Regions from separate parts of the Muntiacus reevesi genome. Here region 1 is linked to region 2. Evidence: chromatin contacts called from public Hi-C data. All regions are on one chromosome and are shown on one strand. The core of a region is the stretch at or near the end of the contact, and the rest is flanking DNA. Distances in the headings are between cores, read along the strand shown.

Region 1 (4,573 bases), core at 1,040-3,539, 230 kb before region 2:
TCTTTACCGACTTAAGCCACCAGGGAAGCCCTTTATGCATGTTAACTTCATAGATGAAGATGCTTATTATTATCCCTACTTTACAGACCAACCACATCACGCCCTCTCCTATCTCTGCAGTTTGGCATCTGCTATCCCTCTGCCTGCACTGCGAAGAAAATGCCATTCATCTGCCAGGCTCATTGGCTGCAATTCACTCCTTCCTTCTTTGCATCTCCAGAGCATTTTATTCTAACCCCTTACCAAGGCTCACTTTCCTTAAGTAGACGGTTGCTTGACCACCCTGTCAGGACAGGGATTGTACCCCAGATCTGTACCCCAAGAAGTCGGCAGGCAGGGGAAGGGGGAAAACTTTCTTCCTGTTTAGTCAGATCCATTTTCCTAGTCCCCTCTGTCATCTACCAATAGGGAGGTTTACCAATCGCTCCTGAATTTTTAAAACTTTCTATTTTGAAATAGCCTCTTGAATTTTCAGTTTGGAATCTGAGGCACAGGGCAAGGCCCAGGTAATTACCTGGAAGTAAATAGAAGAACTTCCAAAGTGCAGGGGATGCATAGAACATAGCTAGGTAAACTTCAAGGATGACAGCACTCAAAGTGAGTGATGTGTCTCCCAAAAAACTAGAGCAGTGTTCCCCACCTTACACAGCCCACCAGATAAAGAGCCTGGCTCACAGCCCTGGAGACTATCTGGGGATACCGCTCGCCACCTCCACACCCAACAGCTGTATCTTTAGCTCTGCTTTGCCCAGTTCCTATCTCTAAAAGGCCCAAATGCTGTTTGCTCCATTTTGTGCTCACCAAACAGAGAAGGTGCTTCCCGATTCAGATGACACACATGGATCCTTGAAGCAGTCAACCAACAGGGCTGGAGAAGGGAAGTCACCTGACCTGGCTTGCACAGCAAAGTATCTCATCTGGTGTAGATTCCCAACAATCATCATCCTCTACCCTCTTCCAGAATCGTCCTTCATCCTTTTGGCTCACCCTTAGGCTTCACCTTCTGGTTTTCCTCAGGCCCAACCACTCTTCCACGGTCTTCCTGCTCCTCACAAGAAAGATAATTTATGAACCAACGGCTTTCAAACCTACCTCCTCATTTCATCCTAACAATAAGCCTCGGAGGTTGGCAGTGAGGAAGCTGGTCCTGTCACACAACCTGTGAAGGACCGGGACACTTATCATCTATTCCCTGCCATTCGCTACAGATTAAATCTCTACTTCCCTGCAGTGCATGGAAAAAAACAGTGCCTTGAGAGTAAGGAGTGCTGGGTGGTTTGGGGCAAGTCATTTTACTTCTCTGAGCCTCAAGTTCCTCAATTGTAAACAGATATGGTGACGTCTTCACAGGGTGTGAGTTGAATGAACTCATATGTATGACGCCGAGTTCAAAGAATGGGCTCTTTATTTTCTAGTCACAAGGAAAAGATGATCCGTGCATCCACAGACATTTGCCCATTTGGGCACCTTCTTACTCAAGTCACATCAGCGCTGCTGACACTGGGCTTTTACAGGGCCGAGAGGGATCCTTTTCATCTTTCTGTCTCCACCCCTCCCTCCCCAACGCTTTTCGGCTCATTCCACCCAGTCCAACTCAGGCTTGCTTCCTTGGCCTCTGCACCCACTCCCCAGCCCCTTCTCCGATCTCACGCGCGTTCCACTTCTTATCTAGAGACCCCGCCCCTTCTTGACCCACCCACAGGACTCCTCCCACAGTCTCGGCCCTTATTATCCGGGCTTTTCAGGCTATCGCCATCCATCCAGGCTTCTTTCACGAGCTCCGCCCCTTCTTCCCCATAAACATCCCCTCCCCCGCGGCCACTGGCGTTGCTATTCCCATTGCACGGATGAGAATGGCGAGGCTAGGATAGGCTAGATGACGTCTCACGGTAGGACAGGTGCCCAGATGGATCCGTGACCCCTCGCCGGCAGTCCCTGCACCCCACGCCCCAGTCCGTGCCGCACCCACCTCCGGCCCTCGCTCAGCAACCTCCCCTCCGCGGGCGGCCAGCGCAGCTTTGCGAAGGGGGCGGAGGGCCGGAGCCCAGTCCAGGGGCGTGGCGGCCCGGGATCCGCGCGCTGCTTTTTGGGACTTGTAGTCCTCCAATAGGCTCTTTGTAGCTCCGCGCGCTGGGCATCGAACTCCATCTCCCGGGAGGCATTGCAGTTAGCCGGCCCGCTCCCGCCCCGCCTCCACCAGCGCTCCGGCCGGCTCGCCTTAAAGGGGACGCAGCTTGAGTGGTGGTTCGCGGGGTAGCCCCCGCTCGGCTCCGCCCCTTTCCCCGCACCTCGCCCCTCCCCCCACTTCGCCCCGCAGCCCTGTGGCTACGCCGCTGAGTCGAGCTCCCCAGTTACAGACTTGTGCAGGGCCGGGTGGAGAGGTTGGGCTTTGCAGTGGAAGCAGCATCCCTGCCGTCTGGGACTTGGCGGAGGGCGTCCCCACTCCAGGGGAAGCCAAGGACCCGCCCTGACCTCTCCTGGCCCAGCCTGGCTCCTTCCCGGCCAGAGCTCCCCTCCTTAGGAGCTGACTCCTGAGGCCGGGGCCACCAGGCTTCCGAAGGTAAGAGGGCTGGGGTGTGTGTGCAGGTTGGGGGAGGGAGTGTCTGAACCATCCTTCTGATGGTTCGAGAGCCCGGACACGCGCGTAGAGCTCTGAGAGAATTCGGGGCTGGGAGGCGGGAGGTCTGGGTGTATAGTGGGCCTGGCTGTGTGACCTTGGGCGAGTAGCTGCCCCTCTCTGGGCCTCAATCTCCTCCTTCATCAATTGTGTATATAGAGACCCCGCCCCTGCCCCCGCCCCCCTCAGGGTTGAGGGTACCGGCGCCCAGTATATCATGAAGCTCATCGGCCTTCCGTGGGATCCGCAGCCCCACTCTGGGCTGGGAGCAGGTGCAGTGGTATAACTGGAAGGGGTGGGGTGGGACCGAGGTGGGTTACAAACTGGGAGCGCCCAAGAGGCCACCTGCGCTTGGAATGGGCTCTGCTATTCTCTGCATTCTCCCCCAGGGCGTACTCCAGCTACAAGAAGCCTTGCGGACAGGAGACCCCGGATATGTCAGCCTGGTGCCCGCTCTTCCAGAAAGCCTGGGGTGGGGGTGGGGGCGCGGCCATCAGAAGTGTGTGAGAGGTGGCCCCCATTGCTTATGTGTTTCTGAGAAGGGAATATATCCCACCTCCTTCCCTTCTCTTCCTCAGTTCCTCTTCGGTAAAACCGTAGTTGGTTTTTACTGATAACCTCTCCCCACCTCCTTTTTTTTTTTTTCCTTTTTTCTTTCGGGGCGACAGTTTGGTGGCCCAAATGAAGGTCTCCTTGTAGTGTGGCAAGGGGATCCTTCCCAGGGCTGCCTTGCATAGGAGTTCAGTTAAAAAATACAGAGAGGAATGCTGCTGTCCAGAGGCCTGAGGGGCCAGGGATGGAGAGCTTCTGGGTGTCAGGAAGGACAGCCTGGTGCTCCGCTTTCCCCTCCCACAAGCAGCTCCAGCACCCAGGGGAGCCAAAGGAGGGAGACTGGGTGTGAGGGTCAAAGAGGAAAGGAAATGGGCTCCTCAGTGCTGGGGCGCTGGGGGGAGGGGGGGTTTGGTTGCTGTGCTCCGGCATCTGAAGAGATTGAGTGAGTCCTTGAAGCACCCTTCCCTGTCCCAGGAGATTCCATGAGCTTTCTACCTGAGAGTGAACCAGGAACAGTCTTCTTTGTTTGTTTTCTTTTTCTTCAGCTCTGGTTTTTGGGGTAACTTCTAGAATGGCCCATCCAGTGACCTGTGTAGGGGTTCTCTTGGCTGATGTTTTCAGATCCTCAGGGTTGTGGATACGCACAACTGGACCTGACCAGGGGGCAGTGAATGGACCAAGGGTCAGGCCTGTCCCTGGAAGGAGCTTTTCTAGCGACATCCTTGGTTTTATCTCATCTTGCTGTCACATGTCTCTCGGTCACTTGGCACTCCTTCACCTCTGTGCCCGGTCCTGTGCTGGACACTGGGCACAGATAGGGGAATTGGACCTACTTCCTCCCAAAAGAGATCCCCACCTGGTGGGGGAGATGGATATAAAATCAATCTGGTTCCACTGCTGAGGGATGAGAGAAGTGAAGATGGCCTTAGGAGGCCAGAGCCCAGAGACTTGAGTTGCAGGGGCATTTGGAAAGGCTTCCCAGAGGGAGGGGTCATGTGACCTGGGTATTGAAAAATGAGTCAGAATTTGCCAGGAGAGAAAAGAGAGAAGCCCTTTCCCAGCAGAGAAAACGTCCCCAAAGTGTCAAGCAGGAAAAAGCCCACTGCCCAAATTCCTGTAGATTCATCACCACCAAGTGAAGTTTGTCGAGTTCATCTGTAACCCTGCCCCATATTAGCTTAGTGTCACAGAAAAGACTTGAATGACAGACTTAGGAGTTTGGACTTTACCTTGAAGGGGTTGGGAAAGCCTTGAGGGTTCTGAGGTTTATTAATTAATGAGGTTAATCTGCCAATATTTGCAGGGTGAGTGGGAGAGACCGGCAAGGGATGGGGAAGTGAGACGTGGGGCCCAGGGACGGGGTGAGGCATTGTACACACATTGTACACACATGCACACACACAC
Region 2 (4,385 bases), core at 1,828-4,327:
TTAAAAGCTTCAGTTTTCTTTGTGAAGGGGAAGGCAAGGTTGTCCGCTAAGACTGAAGGGGTGGATTAACTTCTATTCCCAGAATCTAATCCAGTTTCTGGGACACAGATCTTTTAATAAATGAGCTTACTGAACAAACAAGAGTTTTCTTAACTCAGTTGTTCTTTAGAATCAATACACAATTTTCTCCAAGCTAGCCACTAGGGGGCAGTGCTGCCGCCTATCTTTTCCCTTAATCTTTTAACCCAGTGAAAACAGAAAATAACCAGGCAGTATGTGTCAACATGTTTTTTTTCCTCAAAAAGATATGGTTTCAACTTTACATCCATGCATATGTGTGTTCACACGGTCATGCACACACAGACACATGTAGACTGTGGAATGATGGGCGCGCAGTTCCTTCTGCCAGCCTCCCACTGCAACCATACTGCGTCACCCCAGAGGCAATACTTATTTCCCAGAGGTCACTTTTTTGGTAATTCCTCGAGGGCACACAGCAAATAATGAACAGACCCTTTACACTTTCTTACAATTGATAACTTAGACAAGACGTTAATGAAGGAATCACTAAAGTTAATCTTGGTAACTAACATATATATGTTCCATAGCTTCAAGTTGATTTTTTTTTTAAACTCCTATACCTAACACCAACCCAAATTAAATAAAAAGTAGATTAAAAAATAATTTTAAATGGTGTAATCTATTTCATAAACTTCTTTTTGCTTTGTTTCAGATTCCTAACACATTCTTATAATAAAGATTTCTCAATCTATATAATATCACATGGCTAACATTTATAACAGAATAAGCAACAGTTTGAAGGTGTGTGTTTAGTTATAGGGCTAGAAAATTTCCTACTTTGGTTCTAGTGAACCTGGGCCTCTAATGGACAGAGGGAGCTGGCAGACTTCTAACTTAAAACAGAAATTCTCAAAACCCCCAAAGAAAAGAAGATGCAAAGGAAAACTGTTCCCCAGGAGTTTAGGGTTACACAAACCAGCTCAGCTTCAACTAAGACAAGTGAATAACCACAGCAGGGGAGACTTCCAGTCATACCAATGGAACACATCACACGCTAGCCTAAGAAAGCCTGTTACCAGTTTGGCCTTATGGTCTCGAGTATGAGGGAGATAGCAAAAAGGCTGAAGTCGTCTTGTGACTTGAGGCTGTCAAGTTCTTTAAATGAGGAGAAAAGGTGCTTGACCCCAAAGCCTCTGAACCCGGTTATTTTGAGCTAAAGTTGCTTGGAAACAAAAATACCCAAGAAATGGATCACAAGGAGAGTCTGGGTGAGAGAGTTGAATTAGTTACCAGTCAATGTAGATAAAGTGTCAAATTGCAAACTGTTTCAAAAACAAAGTTTCAAGGTTGTTTAGGGCAGTGTTCTAACTTGACAATAAGTCTCATTTTTACTGGATACTTTATCCCACTAGCTGGTAAGGTAAGGTATTACACTTTGATTGATAGTCCTCTGAAGGTCTTCGGGCTGAAAATATTTTTTTGTTTTATACTTGTGAAAAGATTAATAGCAACTTACTCTTCTTACCTAATATAAAAATGCACCTTTGCTAATGAACTGATATGGCCCTCAAGGGGAGAAAAGCTTTTCTTCACAGTTACAGTTCTTTGGCTACATGGACATCTCTGAAAATGAGCTTTAAAACTGAGATGAACACTTTATTGTCTCATCCCTACTATATTTAAAATCTGTGTCCACTTTTGAAAGTCATGTGCTAAATCCTTTTTTTCCCCAGCAGATGATCTAAATAAGAGCCTGATTTCATTTACATACACACTCACTTGCACTCCCCAACAACACTTCCTTTGAAAAACAGAATGTCACTTCCTCAATCCAGAGGCCAGAAGTCCCTTGGTTCTGATCTGGGGAGCCAAGACAGGAAACTCTGGTAAGCTTTCGCCTCTCCCTCTGCGGACAGCCACGGGCGCAGCTGACAGCGGGCAGGGTCTGTTCAGAGCTCTCTTGATGCACTGCAGCTGGAAGGCAAGGCTCACTTCCATGCTGTGGGAACGATCCCAGAGTCCAGCACGGACAGGCAGTTTAACAAGGGCATTTCACAGCAAGGGGAGAGGAGAGGATGGGAGACCCGGACATCTTTTAGCGACCTTGCTTCTATTTCCAAACTCAGTCGAATAACCCAGGGCTGATTTCAGCCAAATCTCTGTCAGCGGCACCATCTTGTACTTTGACCCCAACAAGCTAGGCATCTTCTGGTGGGGGCGGAGAGGGTGGGACCAGACCCCTCACTGCTCAAACCAGGCTGCACGACCCTCCCCAGGATACGGAGCCTCTCACTTAAAAGGGAGCGGCTGTCCCGGTAATTTCGGTAAACACTGTCGGCTAGCACCACCTGGCAACTGAGACCCTTGATTTCTCCTGACCCCAGACGCCAAAGAGCTGCACAACACAAAAGCCGGGCCAGTCGTGGCAGACCAAACTGCAGTGTCACCTTCGTGGGGTGGGGGATGCATGTGAGAGACATACAGCATAAAGGCAAAGAAGGGGGACAAACAAATGAGTCACTTAATACAAGGGCTGCACATGCTGCTGACGCTGCCCGTGATGCAGCGGCTGTGGACTGGAAGGAAGCAGGCGGCCACCGGGAGGGGCAGGCAGGGAAAGCGCGGGGGGAAAGGGTGGGAGGCGCGCCGCCCTTTGTGGGGGGCCCGGCCGCGCGGCCCCACGGCCTACGCCCCCCCTTTCCCGCCCACTCCCCGAGCCCCGCAGGCTGGAGCCGCTCGGGGTCGGTACGGACCCCCCGGCCTCGGGAATCAACTCTTTTCCGTCTCCGAAAACAATCAATACAAACTTCAATGCTGGGTTTAGTTTACGGGAGGCTGGCCGGGAGGCGCCGCAGCCTCACCTGGCCGGCCGCCCGCCCCGCCCCTCGGCGGCGCACCTGTGACAGGTGTGCTGCAGCCCCGGGTCGCGGGGCGCGCCGGCCGCTCCCGGCGCCCCCGCCCGCGCGCCCGCGGACCCTCCCGGGCGCCCGGCCCGTCGGCAGGCCGCGGAGCGCCCCTCGCCCCCACCCGCACTCACATAGCGCCTCAACTTCTTCTCGGGGGGCGATTTCCTCAGCCAGCCGGTGCACACCACGTCGCCGCCGCCGCCGCTCATGCTGCCGGCCGCCCGGAGCCCGCCGCGGGGTCGGCGGACGAGGGCGCGGGCCGCTGGCTCAGCCGGCCGGCGGTGCGCGGCTCGCGGCGAAGGGGAGGGGCTGGGGCGGCGGGCGGCCGCGGGGCGAGGGCGAGGACGAGGCGGCGCGGCCCGGCTGCCTCGCGCGCACCCGCGCGTTCTCCCGGCCCGGCCGCGGCGGGGGCGCCCCGGCAGGAAGGGCGGCGCGCGCTCGCCACGCCCACAGCCCGCCGCGCCCCCGGGCGGGCCGCCTGCGGAGGCGCGGACACCGCCTCGCGCCCTGGGCCCAAGGCTCTCGGGGGCGCCCGCGGCTGGCCGCGCCCCCCGGGGTCTTTTTCCCGAAGCCTCCGGCAGTCAGCGGGGCAGGCGGCCGCGCCCTTGGTGGGCGTGGGGTGATGGGCAGGAACTGCGCGCCCTCGATGGTGAAGCGACCTTTCGCGGAGGGTCGTCAGCCAGGGGCCCGAGGGCTGCTCCCCTGTCCTGTCCATTCTCCCTGAGTTTCAGGTTTCAGTGGGTCAGGTTCTGGCTGAAATGAGTGATCCGCTTTCCAAGAGTTTCATTAACTCTCTCACCCCCTTGGTGGGAGAAGAAAATAAACAAACAAAACCAGATTACTACGTGCTGGGCTGGGCGTACGTTCCTTGCTTATACGATCTTCGTTACAAATCTCCAAATTGAGTGGGGTGTGTTATTCCCATTTCACAGATAGCCTAAGGGCCCAAAGCCCTGGCAGTGCGGTCAGGTTTCTCATTCTAGGGATGGGTCGGCGTTGGGAGTGGTACTGCTCATCTATTTAAAGTGGAGAATTGTTTTCATGTCCGCATTAATTTAGGGTCCTCTTATTATCAGAATGGAGCAGGAACTGGCAACCCCACTCCAATATTCTTGCCTGGAGAATTTCATGGACAGAGGAGCCTGGCGAGTTACAGTCCATGGGTTTGCAAAGAGTCGGATACGACTGAACGACTAACACACTATTATCAGACAATAAAGTTCCGCTGGCTCCCACACTGCCTCTGGGAAAAGCAATTCAGTAGAAGAAAATTCTTATGATCTGTAGAATCAAGGAGGCAAAAATGGGTCAAAAATACTATTTCATAGTGAATTGGAAGGCAAGATGGTGTAGAGTAAAAAACTGGGGTCAAAATTCTTCAGCGCTCCAACTTACTGACAAAGGTTAGGAGAATTCTCTGGGACTCATATGATGCAGATGCCTCTTACTGCGTTGTGG

Evidence for each region. A called contact is a pair of places that touch in the nucleus more often than the background predicts.
Region 1: a contact with region 2 is called in a Hi-C map of muscle, with 4 times the contacts expected there. The contact joins the promoter of USP35 here to the promoter of GAB2 in region 2. A contact is called at or near these places in 2 of 3 Hi-C or Micro-C datasets (blood and muscle).

What each region holds. Positions count from the first base shown.
Region 1 is chr5:17,420,467-17,425,039 of mMunRee1.1, reverse strand. It overlaps USP35 (ubiquitin specific peptidase 35), which reads left to right and starts at 2,289. Exons shown (of 11, transcript XM_065937009.1): 1 at 2,289-2,560. KCTD21 (potassium channel tetramerization domain containing 21) reads right to left here and starts at 2,015. Exons shown (of 2, transcript XM_065936402.1): 1 at 1,970-2,015.
Region 2 is chr5:17,188,135-17,192,519 of mMunRee1.1, reverse strand. GAB2 (GRB2 associated binding protein 2) reads right to left here and starts at 3,077. Exons shown (of 11, transcript XM_065937011.1): 1 at 3,059-3,077. LOC136169201 (a long non-coding RNA gene) reads left to right here and starts at 1,846. Exons shown (of 5, transcript XR_010663399.1): 1 at 1,846-1,907.